2 separate regions of the Ovis aries genome follow, and region 1 is linked to region 2. The links are chromatin contacts, called in public Hi-C maps. All regions are on one chromosome and are shown on one strand. The core of a region is the stretch at or near the end of the contact, and the rest is flanking DNA. Distances in the headings are between cores, read along the strand shown. Region 1 overlaps WDTC1 (WD and tetratricopeptide repeats 1). Region 2 holds the start of AHDC1 (AT-hook DNA binding motif containing 1).

Evidence for each region. Hi-C and Micro-C count contacts between places; a contact is called where the count stands out from the background.
Region 1: a Hi-C map of hypothalamus shows a contact between it and region 2, with 5 times the contacts expected there. The contact joins the enhancer-like site here to the promoter of AHDC1 in region 2. A contact is called at or near these places in 9 of 16 Hi-C or Micro-C datasets (blood, hypothalamus, liver and 4 more).

What each region holds. Positions count from the first base shown.
Region 1 is chr2:239,700,592-239,705,384 of ARS-UI_Ramb_v3.0, forward strand. WDTC1 (WD and tetratricopeptide repeats 1) reads right to left here. Exons shown (of 17, transcript XR_009599448.1): 13 at 2,480-2,715; 14 at 929-1,106; 15 at 90-282. Among named protein-coding and RNA genes, the nearest start is that of TMEM222, 18 kb to the left of the region's middle. Within about 2 kb of position 2,955, at least 18 of the 54 cell types and tissues checked have an H3K27ac peak or open chromatin away from gene starts, as enhancers often do. A contact at or near this core is called in hypothalamus and liver, where this site is marked.
Region 2 is chr2:239,441,920-239,446,448 of ARS-UI_Ramb_v3.0, forward strand. It overlaps AHDC1 (AT-hook DNA binding motif containing 1), which reads left to right and starts at 3,215. Exons shown (of 7, transcript XM_042245109.1): 1 at 3,215-3,691; 2 at 3,935-4,032.

The DNA.
Region 1 (4,793 bases), core at 1,705-4,204, 260 kb after region 2:
GCCCCACACAAGCTCAGCTGGAGGCGTTGCAGAGCATCCCGCCTTCTTTCCTCCCGGCCTGGCTTCTGCCACCCTGCCCGCCCCCTCACCTCCGGCCGGGGGTTCCAGAGCCGCACAACAGGGTCGATGCCACTGGTGGCCAGGAAGCAGTAGCTGGGGTGTGGCTGCAGGCAGTTGACGATGGATTCGTCGCCCTGCAGCACGCGGACCAGGTTGGTGGTCTCCTTTTCCCAGACGAAGAAGGAGCCATCGTCAGAGCCGCTGACGATATACTGAGCGTTGCTGGCGGGGGAGGGGGGGGGCAAAGAGCAGGGAGGTCAGGTCGGGGGATGGCCCACAGGCTGCATGGCTGAGGGAAAGGGGGTGGCAGGGAAGCCTGGAGCCACTCAGCCCCCCGAACTCTGGGGTCTTCACCCGACTCGGAACTCCCACACACACGAGCATCCTCTCCACACTGGAGAGTCGTGTCACTGTCCAACTGTTCTCCTAACCTTGGGGTCACAGACAGCCGAGGTCCCTCTGACTTACTCTCCCTCAAAGTGCATCGTAAGCCCCCTGGGTGCCAGGATCGGATCCTGCCTCTCAGGGGTCTCTGGGAATGCTCCTGCCTCAGCTTTTCCTCAGTAGTCCTAGCCTCTCTGGATCCAGACCCCCAGACCCTACAGCACACCTGCCCCCAACACACTGCTGATATTTAGAAGGGATCTTGCTGGAGATGCTTGATTTATATTCATGGATCTCACCTACCCAAAAGAGTATGTCATCTACAGAGGAGGGCTGGAGGGGGATGGTGGCTCACAGAGGTGAAGCCATCTGCCCAAGGGCACAGAGCTGGGATTTGAGACTTCTGAAAGCCTAGGTCCCCACGCCACCCTCAACCTCCTGCCGCCAACTGGGCTGGGCCCTCCTCCTTCTCAGGGCCTCAGACCTGCCAAAGAAATTGGCCTCCTTGATATCCGTGGTGGTGTTGCAGTGGCCACAGTAGCGGAACTGGTAGTCGTAGCTTCGCTCCCGCAGCACCATCTCGTCCTCGGAGATGGAGTCCTTACGGCTCATGCTTCGGAGGCGGACGGGGCCGCCGCCACCGCCGGCTCCCTTCTTCTCCTCTGGGGCAGAGAACAGGGACCGTGAGAGTCCTGCCCGTCTCTCCCCGCCTCCCCGTTTCCTCCCCACCCTTCACCCCGTTCTCCGTCCAAGTAGTAAGCCATGAAGGGCTGTCCCTCTCCCACTACCCTGGAAAACTGGGAACAACTGTGGAAAAGAGGCATCTGTGCATCCTGCCCTTGAGGGTGTTCAAGAGGAGATCGCTGATGCCAGGACGGCCTTGGCTTAGGTCCCTGAATAACGTCTGGAAGCCCCGAGGATGCCCGGCCCTAAGGTCTGTTGGTGTGGAGGTGAGCGGCGGGGAGGGGAGGGCAAAGCGCTGCCAAGAGAGCCTTGAGCGGGTGATCTTTCTAGCCCTCCCGCCCCGGAGGACAAGTCAGCCTGGGTCCTGGTGGCCGCATACGCGCCTCAGTAAAGTCACACCAGCTCTCTCAGTGCCTTGTCCCTGCCTGCCTCAAGGCCTTGGCACGCGCTGGCCCCTCTGCCAGACGCTTCACCTCTGGCGACACTCTGCCTAGTCACCTCTTCCCCAGCTTCAAGATCTCTGCCTGAACGTCTCCCTCAAAAACCCCGGGCTGCCTTCAACCCCTCCCCTGCACTCACACCCTATCAGGCCCCCGGGGCCTTCTTTGCTTCTCCTTCATCGCTAGGGTCCTTCCCAGGCTATAAATTCTTGAATCCAGAAATTCTATCTGACTTGTTCCTAGATGTATTCCCAGGACATAGCACAGTGCCTGGCACTATCCAGACAGATGGATCAATCCATGGTCCAATACGCTGCAGAGCAGAAGAGGAAGCTGCATGTCTGCCCCCAGTGAGCTCCCCTCTCATGTTTACAGACTGCACAGTTACCTGGCTCACTCTCCAGCGCTACCCAGAGGAGCAGGGCAGGCCCTTCAACATGCTGTACAAATAAGCCAGCAGGTTCAGAGAGGCTGTGCTCTGCCCAGTCTCATGGTTCCACATGGCAGAGCTGAGACTGGAACCGAGGCTCCATCCCTGTGCCCGGGGCCTTACCACTGCCCTGTGGGCTGTCTCTCCTGCACCCATGCAATCTGGAGCAAGTGCACTCTAGCCAACTAGCTGGAGCTCGGATCCCAACGGAACGGCCAAGGCCCTGTCTATGACAGGAGAGGATGACCTAGCTCCTATCCTGAGCCCCTATCCTGAGCCCCGGGGGAACCACACCAGGTGCCTTAAACACGCTATTGCTAATCCTTAAGAGACCAAGTGACTGTCTCAGGGTCACGTGGTTCTCAATCAGTGTGAGCCCAGGCCTCTCCAGTCTCAGGACTTACGTCCTCTCCAGAATGTCACGCAGCATCTCCAACAGACAGAGTGACAGCAACCCCTCCTCAGTGCGCACTCTACTCACCACCGTCATTTTTGGAGAAGAGGGCGGCCGTGATGTCACGTCCCAATGCGTCACAGGCGCTGCTATGGGCCTGCTCCGGGAACTTCCCTTTGAAATCATCCAGGCACTCTAGGGCCTCAGCCACGTACTTGAGCTCAAAGAGGCATCGGGCCAGGCGGAAGTGCGCCTTCAGGTGGCATGGATTTAGGGAGATGGCCTTGAGGCAGTCCCTCAGGGCATCGTAGTGGTCACCATCCCTGGGAAGGCAGGGGAGTGTGCTTTGGAGGTGGGGCCCCGTGGCAGGTAGGGAGTCCCCATTCAGTCTTGTCGCTTCCTGTGGCCACCCCAGCCCACCTTTGAGCGATCTCAGGGCAAGGGTATTTGGGGATGAACAGAATCCTGGTTCAGCCCAGGGCTTGCTCTCTAGGAGGCAGAGTATGTTTAGGAGGAAAGCCAGGAACCCTGGCGTATTGGCAGGTAGAGGGTGGGCATAAGGCAAAAACCAGTGTCGGGTTGCCCTCTGCTGGACACAGAGTGCAACTGTGCACCCGCTCACCCCAGGCACCCGCAGCCCTGCAGCAGAAGGCCTGGCATCTTGCCCGCCTCAGGCTCCCAGGCCCTCCTTCTCCTTTCCTCCACCCACCTCCTCAGATCCCCCCGGCTGGCCTTCAAAGCCAGGTCTGAGGCAGGGGGCCCTCAAGGACAGTTCTGTGGTCCGGGGAAGCCAGAAGTGTCAGGCTGGGGATTCAGGCTGCTGACCAGCAGGCAGCAAGTCCTCAGCCAGGCCCCCTCTGCCCTGGCTGACTGATCCACAGCAGCTGTGGCCTCTGCCTCCCGGGGCTGGAGGACGGGGCCTGACGGTCTGGCAGAGTCACTCCTCTGGAAGTGGATGGCGGGAGTGGGGGCGGGCATAGGCCACAGGAGCTGCAAATTGTCCACACTAACTTCTCCAAACTCCCGAAGCATGGATGTGGGGAAGTGGGAATAGTTTTGCGGGGTGGGGAGGGTCAGAGAAGAAGCCCCTCCTCCTCCCACCCTGTGCAGGAGTATAGAATACACATCTGCCCAGGTCCACAGACAGCCCCACCTCTCAACTGGAGAGCCAGGTGTCCTCACAGGATCCACTTCTCCGTTTTTCCCCTCTGCTGGGGTGAGGCGGGCCTAGGACCCACTTGCGTTAAGAAGCACGCCGCCGACCGCCCCCCCCCACCATGGCCTCCCCACCAAGGCGCAGCTCACAACCCCTGTGCGCGGCGGGGGCCAGGGCAGGTCTGACGCTGGAGCTGTGCTCCTGACCCTCCCTCCTACAGCACCCAGAGGGAGCACCGGTGCTCAGAGCAGGGACAAGAGGCTTGGCAGTGCGGAGGCGGGCGGGAGACAGAGTGTCCCGACGGCGCAGCTGCGTCAGAACGAGTGGCTGTGACGGAGGAGCAGGCGCGCTTCGGAAACCCAATTACCGCCTGCAAGGTGCCCCTCAGAACTCCCGGGGAGAGCCAGACCAGAAAGCAGCCAGAAGCCAGAGGGCGACAGCTCCCACCGCATCCAGGAGCAGATGGCTGCCCTGGGGAGACTGGCCTGGGACAGAACGTGACATTCTAAGGGTCACTGGCAGGCACGTGGGGATGGGGAGAGAGCAAGCTGGCCCCAGGGCGCACCCATCCGGACTTGCTGCCAGCTCAATCTCCCTGAAAAGACAGCCCTCAACACCTCCCTCTGCTGCTCGAAACTCTTCAGTAGCTGCCCATCATCCACTGAATCGAGGCCAAAACGCCACCGCTCTGCATTCCAAGACCTTCCCAGGCTGGCCCCAGGCTACCTCACAGACTCATCTCCTGCCAGTCCCTTCCCGAACCCTCTGCTCCAGCCAAATGGATTTGTTGTTCTGCAAACAAGCTCTTCAGTCAGTCCCCCACCCCCACGCCTTTGTTCACACCGTTTCATCTCCCTGGGAATGTCCTTCCCCCACAGTCCCCTCCCCGCTTTCCTCTCCTGTCTAAGCCTGCCCACACTGAAAGCAGACACCACGTCTTCCCGGTGCTCCCTGATCCCCAGGTACAGTGACCCGACTTTTCCTCTGCCCATGGCACTTCACCTGACCCTTCAAAGACTCACTGCTTCCTGCCTCTTCGGTGATGGACCATGCCCACCTCTTTATCCCCTGTCCAGAGGCTGTGCGCTCTGGAGCACAGTAACTCGGAGGGACAGAACTTTGTGTCTCTAGTTCTCAGTGCATAGTAGGGATTCAGAGAAGATGTTAAGGGTACTGTGGACTGGGAAATCATCAGTCCTTCTCAGCAAAATGCAGGAGAGTGTGCTCAGCCTACAGCCTGCATGA
Region 2 (4,529 bases), core at 1,965-4,464:
AAGAGTTAAGGACACGCAAGCAAGAGCAGAATCAGAACCAGGTGTGGAGAATTCCCTGGCTGTCCAGTGGTTAGAACTCCACCCTTCCAAGGCAGAGGGTCCAGGTTCAATCTTTGGGAAGGGAACCAAGATCCTGCAAACTGCTCAGCACAGCTGAAAAATAAAAAGAACCAGGTCTGCCTGCTTCCTATTCCACATGCCCTCCAAACCCTTAGGCCCCACAACTTTTAGCCCCTCTGGACTCTCACTTCTATTTCCTAGGTCTAGCTACATAACACCTTCTGCTTACATTGAGACAAAAGCTGTTGCAGTGAGCTGAACCTAGAAAGGGAAGATTTAGGTTCTTCCTCTCCTTCAAGTCTGCTCTCTCTGGGAGTTTACAGCTACCCTGCCCAGCCTGTGGCTACTTCAGATGCTGTTTTTAAAGACCGGGTAGCCCCCAGTCCATCCTAAAGGAAATCAGCCCTGGATATTCATTGAAAGGACTTATGCTGAAGCTGAAACTCCAATACTTTGGCCACCTGATGCAAAGAACTGACTCATTTGAAAAGACCCTGATGTTGGGAAAGATTGAAGGCAGGAGAAGGGGACAACAGAGGATGAGATGGTTGGATGGCATCACCGACTCAATAGACATGAGTTTGAGTAAACTCTGGGAGTAGGTGATGGACAGGGAAGCCTGGTGTCCTGCAGTCCTTGGGGTTGCATAGAGTCGGACACCGCTGAGCGACTGAACTGAGACCCCTTCAGACTAGGCTGGTAAACAGATATAGCAGTTGGACACTAGGTGGCAGCAGCCACCCACAAGAAGACTTTGTTTGAGTTTGGGGAGGACTCCCCCACCAACCCTCTCCAAAATACAATTTAAAGAGGTTCCAAGAGAAAGACCAGTCCCCAGATGACTGGGAAACCCTGTAGTGCTTGCTTTCCAGCAATGCCCAACACCTTGGGGGCTAAGAGCACTCAACCTCCCTGGGAAGCGGGCTGCTCAAGCAGCCTGAGGTGGGAGGGATGTGCATGGACAACCCTACCTAACTTCTATTCCCCTCTCACTTACAGAGCCATGGACCCTACTAATCTTGGCCCCTGTACCTCATCACCTAATCTCTCCTCTCCCGTGTCTTTCCCAAACTCCTCTTCATCCCACTCCACCTTGGGCTCCCTATCTCCCAGAAGCCATCCTGAATTGCCCCCCAGTTCCTGCCTCAAACTTGATTCAGCTTAGATGGGGTCTTTATGCCCTGGGGCAGAGCCTAATAGGTAAGGATGTTGTGAGGGTGTGAAAGAAAGGGGAACCTGGGCCTTTCCTAGCCTTCCCAATGCTAAAGTCTCACCGGTGGGGGACCAGCTGGGGCAAGATGCCAAAGCCTCATCTATTTGTGTAACTTTAGGTCAGGCTGGGGAGCTGCAAAGGGCCCCTAACAACTTTAACCATTGCTTTCTTTTGTTAATATCTGATCTTACAATGGTTCCCATTCAACTGATAAATCTTTGAACCCAGGGCTTGCCTGTAAGGAGAAGCTACTCCCAAATGGGTGCCTCTGCGGCTGGTCAGCAGCCCGGATGATGCCAGATCAATAGATGGAACTATTTAGAGCCCTAGACCTCTTCCATGGCTGTGGTGCCCCCACTCCCTGCAAAGGGCCAACAGAGTGTCCCCCAGATCCCCCCAACTTTTTTGTCTTAGAGGAGGGGCTTGCAGGTGGTGACAGGGAGCTGCTGTTGGCAAAACGACACCACCTGCCTTTTGTCACACGCTGGCCATCACCTCGTATCACCCTGCAGGGCCAAAGGAAGAGTCCGAAACGGGTGGGCCAAGGACAAAGGCACTGCTGAAGGGACTTCAGACACAGGGCAAGACAGAAAAAGCCAGCAGACATTGGGCAAAGGAATGTCAGACACATAGATGAAGTGGGACTAGCACAGGACCAGTCGGGGCTGGTGCTGGTAGACGCCGGGGACAGGACAGCCACCATGCATTATTCATCTCCGTGTCCCCTGTGAGCCCTGCACACCTCAGTTAACATTTGTCGAATTTAAGTGCCAAGGGAGGACACACAGACGCCGGGAGAGAAGGTCAGATGGAGAGCTTGGAAGTCGCAGCTCCCTGCTTGACCCAGAGGTTAAGCAGTGAGCTTTGGAATGGAACAGACCCTGGTCCAGCCGGGCTCTACCAACTTCTTCAGTAGGGGTCATGGGCCTCAGTGCCCTCATCTCTAAAATGGAAATGATAACAAAATCATTCTACCAGGTCTTTGCAGGACTCAAGAGCCCTGCGGTGTTCAGAAAGTGGCAGCAGCAGCAGTTCTCCTTCTTGCACTGTCCAAAGACCTCTCCTTGGTAACCAGGCCCTGGCAGTGCACATTCCCATCTGTGGGGACAGGCCAGGCAGGGGGCCGGAGCTAGGGGCTGGATAACAGATGTGACCTGCAGAGGAGGTAGGTGAAAGTGCTGAGTCCAGCCCCCTGGGCCCAGCAGGAGCTCTGAACTGTTGAATCTGAATGCTGCTTCCTGACACCAGGAAGAAGCTCAGTCGAATTCAGGAAGGCAAGGCTGTGTGTGTGTGTGTGTGTGTGTGTCTGACAGAGAGAGAGATCTGTGGAGAATCCAGGACTTCATGCTCTTGTCTTCCTCGGACTTCTAGAAAAACTAGTCTTTGGTGGAGGTGGCTAAACCCAGAGCTCAGAACTTGAGATTGGGGGTCCCTGAAAGGAGGAGGAGGTGCGGGCGGGCTTTGAGTTTTCTGGAGCAGCCCTCTCTCCATCAACCCTTGCGCTTTACTCAATAGGTAACCTTCTCATGAAGGGAGAGCGCCTCCAGATTCAGGGAGCCGGCCGTCTCCTCTTACCGCTTCCTCTCTCATTTAATTGGGACGCCCCCAGAAAGTCTCAAGTCCTTTTAGCTAGTCCCTCGATTCCCCCATTCTACTCTTTCCATTCTCAGACCCCGCCCCTTCACTCCCACCCGCAACCTCCGCTCCGGCCAAAGCCCCCCGCAGCGGGACGAGGAAGGTGGGGAACGTTGGTGATCCTTAGGGAAGAACGCAATCCCCCTTTGGTAAAAGAGGAAGCGCGCGAGGGCTCGGGCGCTGGGTGCCCCCTGCGGGCTCCCGGCCGCGCCGTCGGAGCTGCCGGCGCCGCCCCGCCCGCTCCGCGCGCGGAGCGGCCGAGGCGGGGACTACAAGTCCCGGCGAGCCGCGCGCGCGCTCCCCCCTGGGGTTCCGGATGGTGAGCGGCGAAGGTAAGGCGAGCTCGCAGAGGCAGCGGCGGCGGCGGCGGAGACGGAGAGAGGCAGGCAGGCAGGCAGGCAGGCAGGGCGAGGGCGAGAGACGGCGAGGGGAGGGAGCGAGCGAGGCAGACCAGACAGACAGACAGGCGGGCGGGCGGGCAACGCGAGCCACCCGCCAGGCTGCGCTCAGCCCCGCTCGCCGCGGAGAGAGCAGAAGGCAGGAGGAGGGAGGGGAGGAGGGGGAGGGAGGGAGAGAGGGAATCCAGCTACCACCACCCAAAGCCAGCGTCTGCTTTCTGTCCTCATTTCCTTTTCCCACCCAGCTCTGAGAGCAGAGAAAGGCAGAGGGAGCGAGAGATTGAGACAGTCAGAGGGACAGACAGACAGCCAGAAGAGAGCGGGAGGGAGGAGGGCGGAGGAGGAGGAGCAGGAGGAGGACTACGCGGGGCGCGTTCCCTCCCAGGTTTGCAATTGGGGGGGTGGGGGTGGGGGTGTCCAGGGCTGTGAGAGTGTGTGCGCGGTGGTGGTGGTGGGGGGAGCAAGGGGGCGCAGAGAGAGAACGAAGGAGTGATCGAGGTGGGGGGCGCCGCGGGAGCTGGGGGGCCGGGTCCAGCGGAGTTAGCGGCGGAGAATGTGAGCCGAGGCGCGAGCCATGCTGTCAGCAACGGCGGGCGGCTCAGGGCTCCTCCACGACTCCTCTCCCCAGCTGCCGGGCGCCCGCGTCGCTGCCGCCGCCGGAAAACAGACGCCCCCCGAAGCCCCTCGCCTGGCTCGGACCCACGGAGCCGGCAGCCCAGCACTCCGGTGAGTGGCGCCTCCTCCCCGGCCCTAGACCCCCGCTGGGGACCGGCCGGCCGGGCTCTTTTGTGCAGCGCACCGGGGGGGCCCCGCGCCCCCTCCGCGCGCCCCGGTCCGGTCCGCCGGACCCCGTGGCTGCGGTGCCCGCGGTGCGATCGGTCTTTGTTTCCACCGGGGCCCGCGGCTCGGCTGGGCTCGGCTCGAAGCCTGGCAGGCAGCGCCGGGAAGGGGGAGGGGGAGGTGGACGAGAAGGGGGGGCGGGGAGGGGGGGTTCTCGGGTTTCCTGGCCGCCCCGCGGCTCCCCCGGCTCGGGGGCGAGGTGCGCGCCCAGCGCTGCCGCGCGCCCCCTCCTCCTTCCCCCTCCCTCCGTCTTTGGATTTAAAACTGCAATTTGCTCTCCAGCTTGCTGAGAATGTAGGGGGGGGGGGTGGGTGAAGGGGGGGACCGTGGGAGCGGAGAACAAGGCTGGATTTTAGGAACGGCGCTGGGAAAGGGGGAGACTG